Regions from separate parts of the Mus musculus genome. Here all the other regions are linked to region 3. The links are chromatin contacts, called in public HiCAR-type, Micro-C and promoter capture Hi-C maps. All regions are on one chromosome and are shown on one strand. Each heading gives the region's core, a stretch centred on a gene start, on an enhancer-like site or on the middle of the called end of the contact. The rest is flanking DNA. Distances are from core to core; before and after follow the strand shown.

Region 1 (2,808 bases), core at 115-2,614, 1.1 Mb before region 3:
TTAACAGGGTGATTTTCATTCTTCCTTGCTTTGATCTTATTCTTCTTTATTCCTACAGTCCTTATAAGCTGCTATCCTGTGCTCACCGGCGCCATTCCCCAATTCCACGGTGACTGACACACTCTAACCTCATTTTAATTTACTTTCAACATTATTAAAAATTAATACATATTCTCCCATGTGTATTACCCTGGTATCCCAAATGAGAATAACAATTAATACATAAAATAAAGATAAGAGGTTTTAATTACAACTGGCTTTTATAGAAATACATTAAATTCCTTTATTCGGGGTAGAAAGGATGAGGTCAAAAAAATTAGTACTCTGAAAAGTATACCGTAGTAGCCAGGCAACCTTTCCTGATTCAAGAGAAGCAGTTAATATTTTAAAACTTGCAAACAAGCCAAAAGAAAATGAGATACCTACGGGGTCAAAAGAAGGATAATGAGGTTTGCTGAAAGATGTGGGGGGAAAAGAAAGAAAATGTTTTTCCCAAAAGCTCCAGTAGAAAATTATACATTTAAGTGTTTAACATAACTGCTCAGCAAGGTCACTGGCATAGTGTCCAGTTGCTAGGCTTACCCAGCAGCGTTTGAACACCATGCAGGTTAAATACATTTCCCTCCTGAATTCAATGGCATTTCCTCTCAAGCTATGAATGCTGATCAATGACTACCAGTGTGAGAAAATTAAAAGAAGTGTCACTCCGGTTTAAAATTGTGCTTTCTATAATAATAAAAATTCAGCATAGAGGAAGCAGTGTGGTAAAATGAGCCCCTGCCTTGAATAGCTTTTCCTTTGTTGTCGATCTAAAATGCATTACACGTCTTGCTTCTGAGTAATTTGAATCTGTCCTACATAGCACAGGGTAGTGTTGCATGAGCGGGCCCCAGCAGCCTTTACTTACAAATTGGAGAAAACCTTTAACCCAACTACCGCTGGTCATTATTTCTATTTGCTCACTGGTTCCACTGATTCATTAGCAGGTAATGATTAGCATGTCCTAGAGGTTGGATCTTGAACACCCCTGAAGTGCTTTTACGTTGAAGGCTTGTCCCCAGACCATGGTGATATTGGGAGATAGTGGAACCTTTAATAGGTGGAACCTATGGAAGGAATTGAGGTCATAGAGAAGCCTTTAATGTGTGGGGCCTGTGGAAGGAAGTGAGGTCACTGGGAGCAAGGGTTACTAGGATTCAAGCCTCTCTTCTTTCTCTTTGCTTCCTGGCAATCCTGACACAAGGAGCTTCCTCTATCATGTGCCCCAACAGGATGTAGGGCAATGTGGTCAAAGGACTTTGAATTGGAACCACTGACCATGAGCCAAAATATAATTTTCTTCCTCAAATCTCAAGTATTTTGTGAGGTCTCTACAGAACTCAGGATTCAGTGCTGCAACAAGCCACAGGGAGTTCCTCTTCTCATAGAGCTTAGCATAGAGTGGGGCAAAACAGAAGAAGCCACTTGCATAATCAGACGGACACAAGAAAAACCCATTCAAGGGAAGTTATGATGTTAGCACGCAAAATGAGGATTTTCCTGGAGTGAGGAAAAGGTGGCCAGTGGAATTGACAGTTGAGCTGAGCTCTGAAGGAGAGGAGGAAGAGAATTTGTTATATGATGGAAATGATGTTGGTAGCAAGGGCTAGGAAGCTCAGGTGCCTACAGGGATCATGGATAAGAATACTCCATGATATCCTGGTGAGCTAAGGAAGACTGAAGAGCATGCTGGCCCTCCACACCTTCCTTTTTTACCTGAGTAGTGTGCAGACATGGAAGACTAGAGTGGAGCTTGGGATGGTGTAGTCTTAGGGGGTAGATCCCTTGTTCTGGTCTGTCACAGCACCCTGATCTATGGAGAACACTACCCACTATACCTTAGTTACATTATTGTGCAAGTTGGGAGAAAGGTCGGAGGGAGCTGAAAAAACAAACAAACAACACCCAGACCTACAGTCACATACCCTCCCTTCACCTAAGTCTTTTGTAGGACATATTTCTACTTCATTGTGATAAAATACAAGAAACTAAAACTTAACCATTTAAAACTCTTTTGTAAGGAAGCAATTCAATGCCACTCTGCCATATGGATTCGTGCCCATACAACTCTAGCCGTCTTGAGTTGCAACTGCCATGGCTGCACCAGAGTAACACTGGTTAGTTTTCTACTTAGTTTCCCAGCAGACCAGAAATAGCCAGAGTAATTGGAGTGGTATATGGGACTTTACAACTAGACACTGGAGCCAGGAATGTATGTGACTCTGAGATGAGCTTAAGAAAATCAGGTATTATACATTCTGGCTTGGGCTAAGTCATTTTTGACCTGAGCATTGCATAAGCTCTTCCCCAAGCTAAAGGGCTCTGTATCACCTTGCTGCTGCCTCTGACCAGGCTTTTCTCAGTAAGTCCTCCCAATAAATTGCATTCTGTGTAACTCTCAATCTCTTTCTTTGGTTCCGTGGTAACTCTGAGCTGGTTCTCATACGCTAAAGCCAAGTTATTCTGGATCAAATACATTTATAGTGTTGGACAGCTGTCATGACTGTCTGTCCAACACCCTTTCAGCACCCAGACTGGAGCCCTACACCCCTCAGGCAGTAAGCCCCACTTCTCTACAGCTGTCCTAACAGCCATTCTGCCTCAGTTTTTGTATGTGCCTGTCACCTGCTGCACATAAGTACTGTCATTCAGTGTTCGTCCTTCTGTCCTTCTGTGTCTGAGTTGTTTGTGTAGTTGAATGTATTTGTGGCTCATCCATGTTGTATCATGTGCCCAGATGGAAATTTCTTCCCCTTTAAGGTTGATTTT
Region 2 (3,113 bases), core at 168-2,667, 1.2 Mb before region 3:
ACAAACCACAGGATGAAAAAAATAACATCTCAGCCTAAGAAATGACTCAACGTGGGTATAGCTACAAGCCTGACAACCAGAGCCCCATCCCAGTAGCCTACGTGGTAGTCAAAGAGAACCAGCTCCCGAGAGTACACCGTGTGTGGCATGCAGTCACCCCACAAAATAAATAAATGTCCCTTAGAGGTCTGCCTGATGGGGATTGTTACAAGCTTGTCTAGACAGTAGTTTTGGAATAGACTTTCTGATCCAAGTAGAAGTCTAGTGAAAGTATTTCTGGATGATAGGAAATCGTATAATCTGTGTGATAGATAACTTTAGGCGAGCCTGAAAACCACCTCTAACGGGCACCACGCAAAGCACAAGTCCCTTCTCCTGTCCCTTGTCTTCCCACATTTTTCTTTTTTCCCCCCCTAGGTGAAACGGGAGTTAGCAGGTGTTCTCATTTTTGAGTCTCACGCCAAAGGAGGAACTGTGTGTAAGTGAGAGCCCTAATGGAAGCGCCATGCCTCACCACACTCCCTGCTGGGCAGGCCTGGCCACACCCTCTGGTCAGGCTTGGCCACACCCCCTCCCTGCCTGTCACGCCTGGCCACACCCCTTGCTGTTCATCAATGCCCCACTCTCTCTATTGGCCCTACTCTGACCTGGCAGGATATCACTTGGCACTTGTCCTTTTCTGGACTCGTGACTATTCCATCCTGTGTCAGTCAATCTGAAGTTTGGTGGGTATTCCAGCACCACACATGTAACACTTGCCAGTCTGAGTCCTGCAGGCTCTCTACCCCACTGGCTCAATACTGTCTAGAACGGGTGGGATGAATCAAGTCTCTACTCTTCCTGCAGGGTTCTGGGTAGTAACTTCCATATAGTGGATATAGAAGAACTAATCTGTGGCTGAGGGATAGTTCAGATAGCAGAGCACTTGCCTAACATGTTGAAACCCTCCCTGGGTTCTATGCTGAGCATTGCATAACCCAGTGTGGGGAGGAGGGTTGAGAGGGTGCTCCAGAGAGGGAAGTAGGAAACTTTAAGGTTCAAGGTCATCCATGGGTATAGAGCAATTTTGAGATCCAGTCACAAAAAAAAGGTTGAGGTTTTTGGTTTTTTTTTTTTTTAATGAATTAATTTGGCTCTGGAAATCTCCTGTTACAGTTAAAATACTTAACACACCTTAAGTTATCATTGACAATACTGTGTAAAGTATTGTGTTTCTTGTTTAGTTTTTTTTTTTTTTTTCATCATGCACCATGGGCTCCAAGCCCAAGAGAACTTCTTTGCCTCAGATAGTCACATAGTGTCAGTCATATGGGGGCTTCTCTCTGGAATTCACATTGTCCTTCAGTTCTGTGATCATAGCTGGAAGCAAGAAGTTTAGACATTAATAGATGCACGCAGCATTGCTGATGCTGGTGTTTCCCTCTAGTGGACAAAATCTTTGCTGAGCAGTTGGGGTTAAGGTCAGAAGATGAGTCAGCATGTCAGGGGTTATGAGGGGTTCTGTACGAAACTGAGAGGGACGGCTAGAGATAAATGGAAGTAAACCAGGGACACATGGAACACTTTGTTAGTCCCCAGCAATGAAACAAACTTCCAGGAGACCTGTTTTGGAAACTTTTGCTCTTTGTTAGATACATTGTGGTAGTTAAAAATAAACAAGAGATATGAGTTAGAGATGGAAACTGAGCTTTAAACATTGTATCTCAAAATGTCTCCCCCCCCACACACACACTCATTAGGAACACTATTGCTAATACCGATATCTCTGTCAGCAAGAAACCCAATTTTTTTTTTGCCTTTTCAGGATCATTTTTGTATAATTTTTATTTTTTGTTTCTTTAGTTCTCCTTTATTTAATTCGTTTTCATTATTCTGTTAATTCTTTTTATTCGAATCACTAGTTGTTTTCACTGAACTATGAAATATTTAAATGGATGAAAACAGAGATTATTAAAATAGCTTATTTTTATCAAAACGCTCTTGTTTGCACTACAGTTTAAACACTTTCCAAACAATGAGACTGTCCTCCAGCTGTCTCGAGTTCCTCCCCTTAGCCTGCTCTTCCCTCCTCCTCAACGGTGATTCCTACTCTGAATATGTTGGTTCTGATCCTAACCAATTAAGAACGTATGCATAGGTATATATTTATCAACAAGCTACCGCACTGATTTACATGTTTTCAAACTTCATATTGCTGGTCAGATCATTTTTAAAACCTATTTTGCATTGCACAATGCTTTGTGAATTATGGGGGAACGCACTTTCCATTAAGACGTGCCTTGCTGGTAAATTGATACCCAGTAAGAACCTGTCTCTCAGGGCAAAGCAAATACTACAGTCTCTCGTCCTTTTATGTTCCACAGAGAGACAATAATGTTCTACCTGAATTAGTTAGGATTTGCCGGTAATTTTTTTTTATTTTATGTATGCGTAACTCTGGAGCCTGAAAGCGATGATTTGATAAGCTGTAATTTATATTGATGTGCTGCTATTCTTGTCCTGTTCTTGTCATGAGTCTCTCCATCTTTTTGTGTCTAGTGTTTAACCAGGGGGAAGAAGGTACCTCCTGGTACATCATTCTGAAAGGATCCGTGAATGTAGTCATTTATGGCAAGGTATAATATATCTATCTATATCTTCTTCTTTCTGAAGCTTTATTATATGCCATTTACTAGTGTGCCTCTAAGTAGTAACAAATGTTGTTGCAATTAAATTTACCATGGCATTGTTACTCCATGTAGAAAAGATATAATTTCATCTTTAATCATAAATTTTCCTCAATTATTGCACTCAGAGTCATTCATTGACTGTATTTATTTCTGTGAAAGAAATAAGAAGCATTTTAATTTGATTATAATACTAATGTAGTCCACTTACAGACACAGTGTTTGATGGTGGGGGAAGGGAAGGAAGATGTTTGATCCCCCCCTTTTTTTCCCTGAATGTGCCCCTCTCTCCAGGGTGTGGTCTGCACCCTGCACGAAGGAGATGACTTTGGCAAGTTAGCTCTAGTGAACGATGCTCCAAGAGCTGCCTCCATTGTTCTTCGGGAAGATAATTGTCACTTCCTAAGAGTCGACAAGGAAGACTTCAATCGGATTCTGAGGGTGAGT
Region 3 (2,987 bases), core at 358-2,857:
TCAATAGTAGACATACTAGATATTCCACAAAGTTACGAGTTTAGAATGTGTTATGAAGTTACCAGCCTCTGTTTCATACCCAGCAATTAAGAGTTGAATTGAGTTTGATCTTAAGTGGCTATTGACAGTGAAGGTGATGGCCAAGAGGTTTAACAACTTCCAGGTTCAACTTCCAATTAACTGAAAATTAAATGAAACTTTTTAAAAGTAATCTGTCCTTTTCCCCCTTTCAATTTTTCCAGTGTTATAAACAGTTCCCGAGGCAAATGAAAGTTAAAATGACTTCTAGTCTGACATAATGTCACACACCTGTAATCACAGCACTAGTGAGGCAGAGGCAGGAAGACCATGGGTTCAAGCCCAGCTACAAAGAAAAGCCAGCCAGGACTTAAATTAGCAGCTGTCTCAAAATAAGGAAGGGAGAAAAAAAAAAACTAAAAATAACTCTGAAGTTTTATCTCATACCATTTTAAACATGAAAACAAAACAAAACGAAAAACCGCTTCTTATGCACATTTTAAGATTAACAAGAACCACAACAAAGGAAGTTTTAAAAATGTCATCCAGTCCTTTAAACTACAAAAACAAGACTTGTTGCAGAACAAACAAGTTGTCCTATCACTGGAAAAGCCAATTCACTGGGCCAGACACTAGAAAACGAAGTATACAAACCATCTAGTCGCATTACATCTGACTTAGATAACATGACCAAAGCACTGAAATTGTAGGTTAAATGCTATTAAGTTCAAATGTGCTGCAGTACTGACTTGAAAGAAAAAGCTTTAAACTGAGGCTGTTCTCTTCTCAAACACTCCTATCCTTTAGACAGGAGAAAAGCCTAATGCCTTGCAGCACTATAAAAAGCACTCTTCAACATCAACAGGCACTCCAGTCACTGCCTTTTCCCTTGTCAATCTGCAGGATCAGACTTTGGCCCGCCAAGATAAGGAGTGCAGAGTCCCTGACCAAATAGATGATACCGAGGGCAGCTGACACCCGTGGAAGTGGAAAGCCAGGGCATGGGAGTCACAACGTCAGGTGCTCCGTAAAGAAGTATGGGAGAAAATTTGGCGCAAAGATCCCGAGGTGCTCAGGAGGGGCAGACACGAAGGCCACCTTGGGCTAAAGTAAAAAGTCCGAGATGACAATGTGAGCACACGTGCAACGGGGTGCTTCGCACCCTGGGGACCGCAGCTCTGGCACCAGAGGGGACAAGTCGTCCCTTGTGAGCAGACCATCTCCAGTGTTCCCGCAGGTTTCAGGCGCAGGCTCTGTGGAGCAGAGGCGGACAGGCGCAGCAGCTAGCCGAGGCGCCAGGGCAGCCTGGCGCTGCCCACTGGTCCGGACCCCAGGGGCAGGGGCCATTGCAAACGCAACTGGGGCTCATCTCACCTGCTAGGTCTGCAGCTCCGGCTGCAAGGAGAAGGAAGCCGATGCTCACAGAGGGCCAAGCAGCGAGCACACCGCCGTCATCTCCCGCCCCGAACCCTCTTGTAGCGGCGTGTGCCAGCGGCAGATGCCCAACCACGTTCCGAGAAAGGGAGGGGTGAGCCGCTGCGGTCCTGTCAGCTACCTTAGGCGTCTGCAGCCCGGTGCCTCCTCCCCGCCTCCGCCCCGCCTTCAGGCTCCGCCCCTGGCCTGGAGGTCAGAGAAGCCGGTCTCCATTCTGCCGTGAGGCCCCGCCCCCAAGCTCAGGACATGGCCCCGCCCCGCCCAAGGCCCCGCCTCCAGCATGGAGGTCCGCGTTTCAAATCTCCACCCCGCCGTCAGGCCACACCCCTAAGCTCCAGTGCTACACTGCACTCCGCCCTGGGGCTCCACCCCAAGGCCCCGCCCCTAGCCAGAAGGCCCGAATGCGGGTCTCCACCTCGCCTTTAGGCCCCGCCCCCAAGGACAAGCGACACCGCTCCACCCCCGGTGCCCGAGGCCACACAGCCCAGTCCCTGCCCTTATGCTTCGCCTCCGCCAAAGCCACTTGGCCGCCGGTCTCCCGTAGCTGTACTTCCGGCTTTTCTCTTCCCACAAGATGGCGGCCGGGTGGGGATTGGCAGTATTGGTTTCCTCCGCCTCTGCTCAGACTCAGGAAGGCCTGTCATCATTTCGGTTAACCTCAGCTTCCAGTAATCCTGTCAATTCCTCTCCTGGTTAGCCTCGTCATTGCATAGTATAGAGTTATAAATGCAAGGATGTGAGTTCAAACCCTGCCTTCTACCTTTCCCAAGCTAGCATGATCTTGACCTTCCTAAATCAAAAGAGATTAAAATATAAGCTTTAGTTGTGTGCTTGATTTAGAATACATTGCCAGCAGCGACTGCTTCTTTTTCTGTTGTGGAGGAACTCTGGCTGTATGCTCTTAGTTTACAGACAGGAATCTCCTAGTATTCTCGGAAGTCTACTGGGGCTTCTCGAAGTCAACGTGTGAAAATGAAGACATTTTCTGAAACAAAAAATATTTCTAATTTAAAGCCTGATCTCAGTGATTTTGTAAGTATTTCTTAAAAAGAAATCTTGCTTTGCAAATTTTACTGTTTTGTCTGGCCACTACTATGTCCTATTAATCTGTGCAGTTTTAGTACAAAGTACAGTACTATTTGCACCTTTAAATTAAGTTACTATATGGTTTACTAAGAAAATAAAAGCCGGGAAGGGAGATGGGATGGGGGAAGGGGGTTCCGAGGGAAAATGAGGAAAGGGGATAAAATTTGAAATGTAAATAAAGAAAATATGTAATAAAAAATGGGAAAAAAAAAGAAAAGAAAAGCCAAGAGCTGGCTTAAGGATATGAAGCCTAAGGAAAGGTGAGCAGAATTGAAACTATTTTTTAAAATGTAGCTTACTCCCTTTTGGTTCATTTTTTGTCTTTCTCACTTTTAACTATTAACCTAACTGCAAAAAAAAAAAAAAAAAAAAAAACAATACATCTGTTATCTCAAGGCTAAATGGATTCCTGCCTTGAAACTATGAACATTAGTCAAACTAAATATTTA
Region 4 (2,838 bases), core at 200-2,699, 1.1 Mb before region 3:
TATAGAAGGAAAATAGAATGAAGGAAGGAGAGATAGTATAAGCTAAAAATATCAGAAGCTGCAGGCTTCCAGTACAAAGCAAGGTATGGATGGCTGGTGACTGGCAAGCTGGAACCAGTGGCTAACACCTGATTTTGGTGAGCAGGAAACTGAGGACTGCCTGTTAAGTGTCCCATGTGACAACTGAGAGGAGCAACAGCAAAGTCAGGCTCTCTGATTCCTCAGCCAGAGTCAGGACACAATCGGATGTCTTTAAAGCTAAGGTGACTGCAGTCTCATGTTCATTTCGCGCTCAAGAGCCCAGCACCCTTTTTTTTTTTTTTTTTTTTGAGTAGATAGACAGCTTTTTTTTTTTTTTAAACAATTGTTTGATCACCTACAAAAGAATTTTTTTTAGCTGGATAGTTTTCATCAACCTTCTCAGTTACCAAAATGCAATTTATTAATCCAAAATCCTCAGTCTTTGTAATCACAGACCAGAAAGTGGTTTCTTTTTTCATTAGTGTATATTTACCCATCCTTTCCCATTCATATATTAAATATATATGAACGGTTTTCAAAATTTCTATTTCTCTTTGGGCTTCTTTTCTGATTTCCGTTTCTTGTTTCATCTCTGCCTGTTTTTCCTCTCCTGACTTCAAAACTCAGCAGGAAGCCAGTTTCCTCTCCACAGATTTCTATTTCTGTCAATGACACCATCGTTCTTCCAGTCACCCAGGTCTCAAATCTTGGCATCACCGCTTTCTTCTTTCCCAACCGAATGGGTCACAAATTTCTGTGGCCTCTTTCTGAAACATGTCTCTCAATTCCAATTTTCTTTTTAAAAACGATCCCAAACTGTACCCTCTAACTCTAGCCTTCACGATTCTATCTGTTACCTGGTAGTGACAATATCTACCACTTATCTTGTTTCCATCCCTAAGCAACTCTCTAAACCACTACTAAAATGGATGGGGAGGAAAGAGAATATGGCTTAACATCTTCAGGCTGGTAAGCCTCCTGCTCCAAATATAAAGCCATGCACTAAAATACGAATATCCATTTTGCACGATTTCAACTTTCCTTAACTCTCCACGTGTGTACACGTGAAATTCTAATTCAGAAACTGTGTTCCCTACTTTTGCAACCTCTCCTCTTTTTCCACTCCATCTACATCCTCCCCGATCAATTTCTTTTCTTCCCAAAGCCAGGTGACACGTTTTGTTCACACTTGTCATGGACTCTGTCTCCTCGATGGGAAATCGCGGGCACTTCATCTTAAAAGTCACCAACCAGAGCAGCAGGCCTTGACTCCTCCTCAAAATCTCCAAAGTACCTGTTGATGGTCCCACTGAGGCACCCGCGACCCTGACATTGCCTTCCCTGCTGTCCCCTTCCCAGCCAAGTGCATTCAGTCTCACGGGGGGTAAGGGGGGGGGGGCAGCAACCGGGCTCTCCGCGACCCCGAGCCCCGGCCTCCCTGCTGGGCACCGAGCCGGGCGTGCCCGGAGGCTGGCCGGCCGGCGGTTCCACGCTCGGAGGTAGGTGGTGCTGTTGCCGCGACGTCTTCCTCATTGGCGCCGCGCGGAGAGGCGGAATGTTCAACTCCTGACTCCGGCGGAAGCGTGGGAGCCGCGCGGGCCGCCGTCCCCGACCCCCGCCGCCGCTCGCGCCCGATCCGGGAGCCAGGTAAGGGCTGTGGGGGACGGGAGAGGCGGGAGGGAGCTCCGCTGGAGGACCGGCGGGACCGGGGCCTGCGGGGCCGGGGCAGCGCGGCTGCGGGAGGCCGGGGCTCGGCGGGCGGCTGTCCTTGGCTCGCCCCCGGTGCCCTGGAGACCCGTGGTCCCCGAGCCCGCAGACCCCGAGACCGCAGCCCCTGAGCCCTCAGTCCCTTGCCGCTGGGCCGAGGACGGCTTGGGCATGTCCGGGCCGGTCCAGCCGGGCACTCGGTGCCCGGAAGAGTCCGGCCTGGCACAGCTCGCGGCGATCCCGGGGAACCTGCGGCGGCTGCCCTTCCCGAGCACCCTCGCCTTCCGTGGGAGCACACGCGGGTGTCGCAGGCGCGGGGATCTACACCAGGGTGGGCACTGGGTGACCCGGGCCGCAGCCACGCCTCGCCCCGCGCGTGACAGATCTCGGGAAAAACTTTAATTCTAAACTGCCCAGATGACATTGGAACTGCCTGAAAAAAAACAACAATGGCACGTCATTGTTGGGTTGCTGAAAATGTATGTTTCTCATGCGCCTGGAGATCCTGCATAAGCACTGTTTATGGAGAACATAATTACTATTTTTGCTAGTTTCGTTAATAATGAAAGCACACCATTTGGTGGCCCGTTCCAGCGATTTCACAATAAGCAGCCTTCATTAATAATGCGTGTGAGAACCGTCTTCCAGAATGGATTGAGGACATCTGAGTTCGGATGGTTGTTAAAGTGAGTTCCTGTTTTACCCCTAAAGTGGTTGTAGCGAATCTTCTGGTCTTCTTGACTGTAGATGAAACCAACTGCCAGCATTTAGTGGATCCAAACCTACCAAAATATTTAACGATAAAAATAAACAAATGATTCAAGACCAGACTTCTTTGTCATCGGCCTGTCTCTACTCTGAAATTTCATTCTTTTTTTATCTTAAAAAAAAGTGACGGCTGCATTTTAATTATGGTTTTGATCATTTGTAGAGTCTTTGTTTTAGATTTCTGCTACAATAGTGAGAGATTTGGGAGATTGTAAATGAACATGAATTTAGCTTGTTTAGAAAGAGAGAATTAAGAGAGAAAAATGGTCTTTGGAGCACTGTTTATTTTAGTCTTTTACAATGTAATTTTGACAAAAATTTTGGGGGATTTTTTTTTAAACT
Region 5 (3,051 bases), core at 67-2,566, 1.2 Mb before region 3:
CCCGACCACTGGGACAGTGGGAACATTTGAGCTGATGAGCTCGAAAGACCTGGCGTACCAGATGACAACCTACGATTGGGAACTCTTCAACTGTGTGCATGAGGTAAGACGCCCAGCAAGGAGCGTCCATGGGCTCCATAGGATTCTGAGTGAAGCCTGCTGGCCTGACGCCACTCATGTTTCCGTGTGCTACCATATGGAAACCACATGATGGGTTTTGTGCATGCTGAGCTTATAAAACCCGTAAGTATTAAAGAAAAAAAAAATCTCTGTGATGCTATGCTATGTCTTCCAGAGTCTATTAAGCCAATAACACCTAGTTTATATTTATATATTCCACAAGCTTCATGAAAGCCCTTCAAATCTATATGACAAGGTACATCCGGGTTAGCGATTGAATTCACATCTGCTGCTTGATAGAACACTTTCCTGACAAACGGAGGAGCCAGGCTGGCGTTTTGATTTAAAAGCCAACAAATAAGTAAAATTGTTTTCCTTTCTGTTCTAGCTGGAGCTAATCTACCACACATTTGGAAGGCATAATTTTAAAAAGACCACGGCAAACTTGGATTTGTTCCTGAGGAGGTTTAATGAAATTCAGTTTTGGGTTGTCACTGAGGTCTGCCTTTGTTCCCAGCTCAGCAAACGTGTTCAGCTTTTGAAAAAATTTATCAAGATAGCGGCTCAGTAAGTGTCTTTAACTTTGGAGAAAGAATAAAAATGTCCCTGAACTCTGTTCTCATGGAAAACACCTTACAAAGAGAAACGGGTGTAAGAACAACCAGCAGTTGAATTCTTGAAAGAGAAGAATGTCTTCTAGCTTTTTAATAGTTAACATCAATATATAAATTAACATCTTGTAGTACTGATGCTGGAGTCAAAGGGGGGGGTGTGTTTTGCTCTGAACTCTTCAGATTTCCCCCACCCCCACCCCCCTTTGAAGAATGCTATTGAAGTCAACAAAAGTTCCTTTAGAAACTTTGGTTGCAAGGCTCTGGAAGCCGATGTGGCACATAACACGTTCTCACCAGTAGAGGGCAGTAGAACATGCTGGAACAACAGCTCACAGCTCAGGCAGAATAAAATCAGTAAAACGCATACAGGCCAGCTAACCTGGCACTAGGAAATCATCTCCATGCACATCAGAGAAAGCAAACATCTTATAAATATTCTATTTAAAAGCACTTCTTGGGAAACAATTTATTTACTGCAGGGGCCAGTTAGGTTTCTCCCTGACATGAATTTAATCTTCTCCTGCTATTTAGATATGCTTGACAACCTCCTGTTTACTTCCATGTTTTTGGTATCACCACAGTGCTAAAAATAAAAAAGCTAAATGTGGCTTGTGCTGCGAGACTCCTTCCCTTTCTAAATGCAGAGCCCGAGCTCGGGGAGGTTAGGAGAATGAGCGACCCCAGCCAGGCGTTTTCTTGAGCCAAACAGTTCAGATCCCACACACTCTCTTGATTTCCAGAGCTAAACAAAGAAGGGAAAGCGGCTTGGTGTTTTATAGAAGCCAGCTTGCCAAATGCCTTGAGTTGTTTTGCCAGATTTCGAGGAGACAATAGAATACCAGATCCTTTGAATCCAGGAGCTGCTTGCCTTGCCTTTTGGGAAAGCTGGCTGTTTGAAGACAGGTTTGGTGCGGCCACTTTCCCTAGCGGCGCGGTCAGGCGGCCTCTGTGCAGTGAGCAGATGCCTTCATGTGTTTGGAATGAGTGGCTTATGGAAACTATGACAGGGTGAGCTTTCCCATCATAGAGAGCTTGTTCTCTCTTCACCTTAGCCTGCTGGTGCCAAGTGCAGCAGGAAGGAAGAGAGGACCTGCCTGTCAGTTTACAACAGAGCAGGCAACACAGAAAAGGCTCTCAAAACACCCAGGAGTTTGTTTTGTTTGTTTGTTTCTGCCTTTGTAATGTATCCCCTATCTTCCTGACTCTCTGTATTATACAGGTAGACTTGGCCTTTCCTGCAAATCAGCTGACTATTTAGCCATATTCAGCCCTGTGCTGAGGCTGCTGTCCCGCCATGAACCTGTTCACTCAACCCAGTTAGTACAGACTCTAGGCTTTCCTAACCCTGAGTCTACAGGAATAGACAGAAGCCTCTAGACCAGTGGTTTTCAGCCTTTGGGTCTCGATCCGTTTGGGGGTCACATATCAGGAATCTTGCGTATCAGATATTTACATTACAATTCATACAATGATTGTTGTGAAGTAGCAACAGAATAACGTTATGGTCGGAGGTCCCCACAACGTGAGGAACTGTATTAAAGGGTCACAGCATTAGGAAGGTTGAGAGCCACTGAGGTAGACAATAGCATCTGTTTTGCTTGCTGTCTTTAGAAAAGCTGCAGCATTTTCTTTTAAGTTCTTGGCCCAGTCTGGAGCTTAGCAAAATTAAAGAGGCAAAGCTGGGGTAGGTGCTTTAGTCCTGTATTCACAGGAGAAAAAACCGAGACAGGAAGTCATCTCCTGGCTTGCCTTGAATGATAAGCAAAGCTGCAAATGGAGCAGGTCTGCCGCTCTGGATTTATTATCTCCAAGTCACCCACACAAGGCAAAGGCCAGTGATGCAGGTGGAGATGCCGGCCCTTGTTCTGGGAGCCACTACCCTAGCATTGTGACATCCTTGCTTGCTTTCTCGTGTGTGAGCCGATCCACCATAACTCCTCTAAAGTGCATTTCCCCACCGCCACGACCTATGAAGAACGGCTCGTGGCTACTTTTTGAGTTGAATATGAGCAGCCAAAGCAACCATTCAATGAGCCTTCTGCAAAAATGTTTTGTTCAAACATTATTTATTTACTTTTATTTTGTAGAACATGATTTTAATATTTTCAAACAATAATTATTTTAAGATATATTTCATTGTTAGGTCTCCCTTTTCATTTCTGAATTTATAATTTGGATACTGTCTCTGAGCAATCTGGTTAGGCTGGCTAAGGATTTATCTATCTTGTTGCTATTCTCAAAGAACCAGCTCCTGGTTTTGTTGATTCTTTGTATAGTTCTTTTTGTTTCTATTTGGTTGATTTCAGCCCTGAGTTTG
Region 6 (3,190 bases), core at 448-2,947, 1.1 Mb before region 3:
TGATGCGAAAAATAAACCATCCAGAGGTAGGAGCCATTAAACCATTCCTATATGCGTGCAATTTTCAAAATAAAGTGTAAATGTTTCAAAGTGAATATTAATTTTTTGGCATTTCCTTATATTGTTTATTGTTTTATAAGCCAAAGGGTGGGGCAGTTTTTACTTAGCTAGAAAACTATGTGACATATTTGGAAAGCAATATTTTAGTCAAAGGTGAGTAAAATCCAGCAAATATTGTAGAACCACGGAAGGATGGCAGTTGATCAGGCAGCAGTAGTCCCTTAGGTACACGTAGTAGCCTCTGAATGGATAACAAAGCAAACCCTGGGATGGAGCCGATGTAAGACAACTGTAATGTTACACAGGGTGGGAGCTAGGGCCAGGAAGACGGCAACTGGCAATGTGCTTTCTGGGCAAGCAAGAGGACCTGGGTTTGGATTCCCACACCCTTCATATTGAATCGTAATCTGGAACTGGGAGGTGGAGCCAGGATGACCCACATGGCTTGAGGCCAGCCAGCTAATCTGAATTGCTAAGTTTGGGGTTCAGTGAGAGACCCTGTCTCGAAAATAAGCTGGAGAGTGATTGGGGAGAACAGGTACCATTGACCTCTGGTGCACACACATGTGAGCACACATGCACGTGGGCACACATGAGGTCAGCTAACTACTTTGATGTTAGTTCGTATTTTCCTAGTTCTATGGGTAGTTTGCAGCCAGTATTCGATGTCTGATGCTATGAAATATCCCTGATCTCACCCCCAAACCATCCCAGTAGAAATTCAGTGGATTCTGTATCAAAGGCTGTGGGGAGGAAACGTGATCTGCTTGGGCTGCCTGTCACCCCTTTGGTCTGCAAGGTTAATTTGGATAATTGGACTGACTAGTCAGTATCCCCTTCCCTCATTCCTCCGAGTGTCCCTCTTGTAGCTATATGCTTGGCTGAGGAGGATGGCCTTTCCTAATAAAGAGGGCTGTTTCTTGGTCAAGGATATATACGTAGTCCACTCCTGTGTTAGAACCTTCAAGCTCTCAAAGATAGTCTCTAGGGATGAAAAGAGCTCTATTTTAGGACACCTAAAGGAATGGGAGTTTATCTAGCAGTATTCCCCACCATGCATGCTTTGTCAATAATGGAGACAATTTAAAAGTTAGTATTGATCCATCTGCCATGTGAACACCAAATTTACAATAGATGGAAACCAGATCCAGCCATGCCCATCTGGACCGGACCTATGACGACTCTCAGTGTCTCAGAAAAAACTCCCCAACCCTGCACCAGGCATTTATGCCTTTAAAAGGTCAACCCACAGCAACATGTCTCCTTCTCTGCTCCTGCCCCTCATCCGGGTGAGGGTGCAGTTCAGGTGAGGACAGGACACACCCCAGACAGGTGGAGTGTGTTCTACCTGCTCCCTGACTGCCGGAAGTTGCCTTTGCAACACCTCTTTTTCATAGCTGTGTTGCTTGCTGTTTTATCCTCCTGACACCAGAGATGGCTATCTGAAAAGAGAAAACCCCAGTCCAAAAAAAAAAAAAAAAAAAAAAATCCCTTCAAGTTTGGCTTGTAGACAAGTCTGTGGGCCATATTCTTGATTAATGATTGATGTGGGAAGGGCCCAGCCCACTGTAGGGTGTCATCCCTGGGCCCATGGTCCTGGTTTAAGAAAGCTGGCTGAACAAGCCATGGAGAGCAAGCTGGTAAGCAACGTTCTTTGTGGTCTCTGTTTAAGTTCCTCCCACAAGGTGCTTGCCCCAGAGTTCCTGCCTTTGGGCTTCCCCTGATGATGGTTGTAAGCTGTAAGCCACTTAAACCCTTTCTGCCCCAACTTGCTTTTGGTCATGGTGTTTGTAAGAGCATTAGAGAGCAAGCTGAAAGAACAGCTGCCCTGCCCTCTCTTTCCCGCAGCAGAGGGACATTTTCCCAGTGTGTTTTCATCGTGTTCATCCCTCCACACAGCCCTCGTCTTGGGTACTTTTGTGTGCCTCTGACCCAACCTGACCCTTCCCGGTGAGATGCCCACTGTTGTGTTACAAGACCAGAATCCCAGGTGGTTGTCCTGTACCACTTCACCAGCCTTGTGACCCATGGCCAGTTAGTTACTTAGCCATTAAATCTCACGTTCTACAACATGGACATGTTAGTAGAATTGTATAGGCTTATTAAGGGAACTAAGCTAGTACCCAAGAGGCATTAACACAGTGCCTGCCACATAGGAATATTAAGTAATATTCATATATATGTGTATATATACATATATATATACACACATATATACATACACACACACACACACACACACATATATATATGTGTATATATATATATATATATATATATATATATATATATCCCTACAAGCTGAGGATCTAGGGACTTGTGTGTGCAAGGTTATCCCTTTATCACGCTGCCACCCTTTTTTTCCTGGCCTCTTTGTGCTTCCAAACTGCCTACAGTATTATATTTTACAGATAGTAATAAAAATATTTATTGACTTTAAAATGCGGTTTATTTATTTCCAACCTTAAATAAGTGTTTCTCTATTAAGTTGGTAATGGAGACAAACACAGTTTAGGGATGTTGTGTTTTTAGAGACTGTCTCTCTTTGTAGCCTAGGATGGCTCTCAGCCCTTACTTCTTCTGTCTCTGCCACAATAACTGTCTTAGGGAACAACCTTTTTTAATACTTTGTCTAATGCCCCCCTCCATATTTTAAAGATGAGGGATTGATTGATTTTATTTCATTCTATAAATTTATAAGGCAGTACAGTAACAAAGCACTGTTCATTTTTAGGCTCTTTTACCACTAGAAGCTGATATGGAGTGTTCTTATCTATGGGATTAAGCACAGGTATGGTCTGAAAGCTGATGAAGTGACAGGGAGAGGGGATGAGCAATGCGGGGACTGCCACTTCCAAACTGATGCGTCTGGAAGAGCTTCCCTCCTGGTACCTGCAACTGAAGGCGCAGTAAAACGAGAGGCCAGAGTTTAGCACCGAGGGCGAGTCGTTCAGGCTAGGGTGTGAGAATTTAAACCTAAGAGACAGCCGAGAACCAGCTTTGTAGACTATAGTCTTAGAGCCTACAAGGGCCTCAGAAGATCAGTTTTCTTAACTACATATCAAAATGACCTGGTGGGCTTATGAAAATATTCTACAAGGATTCTCATTAACTCAATTCAGAGTGGAGC

What was found. Promoter capture Hi-C pulls out the DNA fragments that hold promoters and counts their contacts. A called contact is a pair of places that touch in the nucleus more often than the background predicts. HiCAR-type assays count read pairs that join an accessible place to other places.
Region 1: a contact with region 3 is called in a promoter capture Hi-C map of the HPC-7 cell line, with 6 times the contacts expected there. The contact joins the enhancer-like site here to the promoter of Gpr155 in region 3. A contact is called at or near these places in 11 of 39 promoter capture datasets (the 3T3-L1 cell line, 3T3-L1-derived adipocytes, the HPC-7 cell line and 6 more) and 1 of 115 datasets of contacts at active chromatin or transcription factors (astrocytes).
Region 2: a promoter capture Hi-C map of the HPC-7 cell line shows a contact between it and region 3, with 6 times the contacts expected there. The contact joins the enhancer-like site here to the promoter of Gpr155 in region 3. A contact is called at or near these places in 14 of 39 promoter capture datasets (the 3T3-L1 cell line, 3T3-L1-derived adipocytes, the HPC-7 cell line and 9 more), 3 of 115 datasets of contacts at active chromatin or transcription factors (astrocytes, embryonic forebrain and embryonic hindbrain) and 2 of 9 other capture datasets (adipose tissue and liver).
Region 4: a contact with region 3 is called in a Micro-C map of embryonic stem cells, with 4 times the contacts expected there. The contact joins the promoter of Map3k20 here to the promoter of Gpr155 in region 3. A contact is called at or near these places in 17 of 39 promoter capture datasets (the 3T3-L1 cell line, 3T3-L1-derived adipocytes, the C10 cell line and 12 more), 2 of 484 Hi-C or Micro-C datasets (embryonic stem cells and large pre-B cells), 5 of 115 datasets of contacts at active chromatin or transcription factors (astrocytes, embryonic fibroblasts, embryonic hindbrain and 2 more) and 3 of 9 other capture datasets (adipose tissue, embryonic stem cells and liver).
Region 5: a HiCAR-type map of astrocytes shows a contact between it and region 3, with 4 times the contacts expected there. The contact joins the enhancer-like site here to the promoter of Gpr155 in region 3. A contact is called at or near these places in 11 of 39 promoter capture datasets (the 3T3-L1 cell line, 3T3-L1-derived adipocytes, the HPC-7 cell line and 8 more) and 6 of 115 datasets of contacts at active chromatin or transcription factors (astrocytes, cardiomyocytes, embryonic forebrain and 3 more).
Region 6: a promoter capture Hi-C map of the HPC-7 cell line shows a contact between it and region 3, with 5 times the contacts expected there. The contact joins the enhancer-like site here to the promoter of Gpr155 in region 3. A contact is called at or near these places in 3 of 39 promoter capture datasets (the HPC-7 cell line, cranial neural crest and embryonic stem cells), 2 of 115 datasets of contacts at active chromatin or transcription factors (astrocytes and embryonic forebrain) and 1 of 9 other capture datasets (embryonic stem cells).

What each region holds. Positions count from the first base shown.
Region 1 is chr2:72,259,582-72,262,389 of GRCm38.p6, forward strand. No RefSeq gene overlaps it. Among named protein-coding and RNA genes, the nearest start is that of Map3k20, 25 kb to the right of the region's middle. Within about 2 kb of position 1,365, at least 33 of the 459 cell types and tissues checked have an H3K27ac peak or open chromatin away from gene starts, as enhancers often do. A contact at or near this core is called in the HPC-7 cell line, where this site is marked.
Region 2 is chr2:72,195,799-72,198,911 of GRCm38.p6, forward strand. Rapgef4 (Rap guanine nucleotide exchange factor (GEF) 4) reads left to right here. Exons shown (of 31, transcript NM_001204165.1): 12 at 418-478; 13 at 2,539-2,615; 14 at 2,961-3,107. Among named protein-coding and RNA genes, the nearest start is that of Map3k20, 88 kb to the right of the region's middle. Within about 2 kb of position 1,418, at least 52 of the 459 cell types and tissues checked have an H3K27ac peak or open chromatin away from gene starts, as enhancers often do. A contact at or near this core is called in the HPC-7 cell line, embryonic stem cells, hematopoietic stem and progenitor cells and 1 more, where this site is marked.
Region 3 is chr2:73,384,873-73,387,859 of GRCm38.p6, forward strand. It overlaps Gpr155 (G protein-coupled receptor 155), which reads right to left and starts at 1,608. Exons shown (of 17, transcript NM_001190297.2): 1 at 1,393-1,608. It overlaps Gm13707 (a long non-coding RNA gene), which reads left to right and starts at 1,978. Exons shown (of 9, transcript XR_866430.3): 1 at 1,978-2,484.
Region 4 is chr2:72,284,188-72,287,025 of GRCm38.p6, forward strand. Map3k20 (mitogen-activated protein kinase kinase kinase 20) reads left to right here and starts at 1,450. Exons shown (of 20, transcript NM_023057.5): 1 at 1,450-1,668.
Region 5 is chr2:72,234,100-72,237,150 of GRCm38.p6, forward strand. Rapgef4 (Rap guanine nucleotide exchange factor (GEF) 4) reads left to right here. Exons shown (of 31, transcript NM_001204165.1): 24 at 1-103; 25 at 509-687. Among named protein-coding and RNA genes, the nearest start is that of Map3k20, 50 kb to the right of the region's middle. Within about 2 kb of position 1,317, at least 65 of the 459 cell types and tissues checked have an H3K27ac peak or open chromatin away from gene starts, as enhancers often do. A contact at or near this core is called in astrocytes, cardiomyocytes, forebrain and 1 more, where this site is marked.
Region 6 is chr2:72,326,879-72,330,068 of GRCm38.p6, forward strand. All of the region lies in intron 2 of Map3k20 (mitogen-activated protein kinase kinase kinase 20), which reads left to right. Among named protein-coding and RNA genes, the nearest start is that of Gm52556, 23 kb to the right of the region's middle. Within about 2 kb of position 1,698, at least 40 of the 459 cell types and tissues checked have an H3K27ac peak or open chromatin away from gene starts, as enhancers often do. A contact at or near this core is called in the HPC-7 cell line, where this site is marked.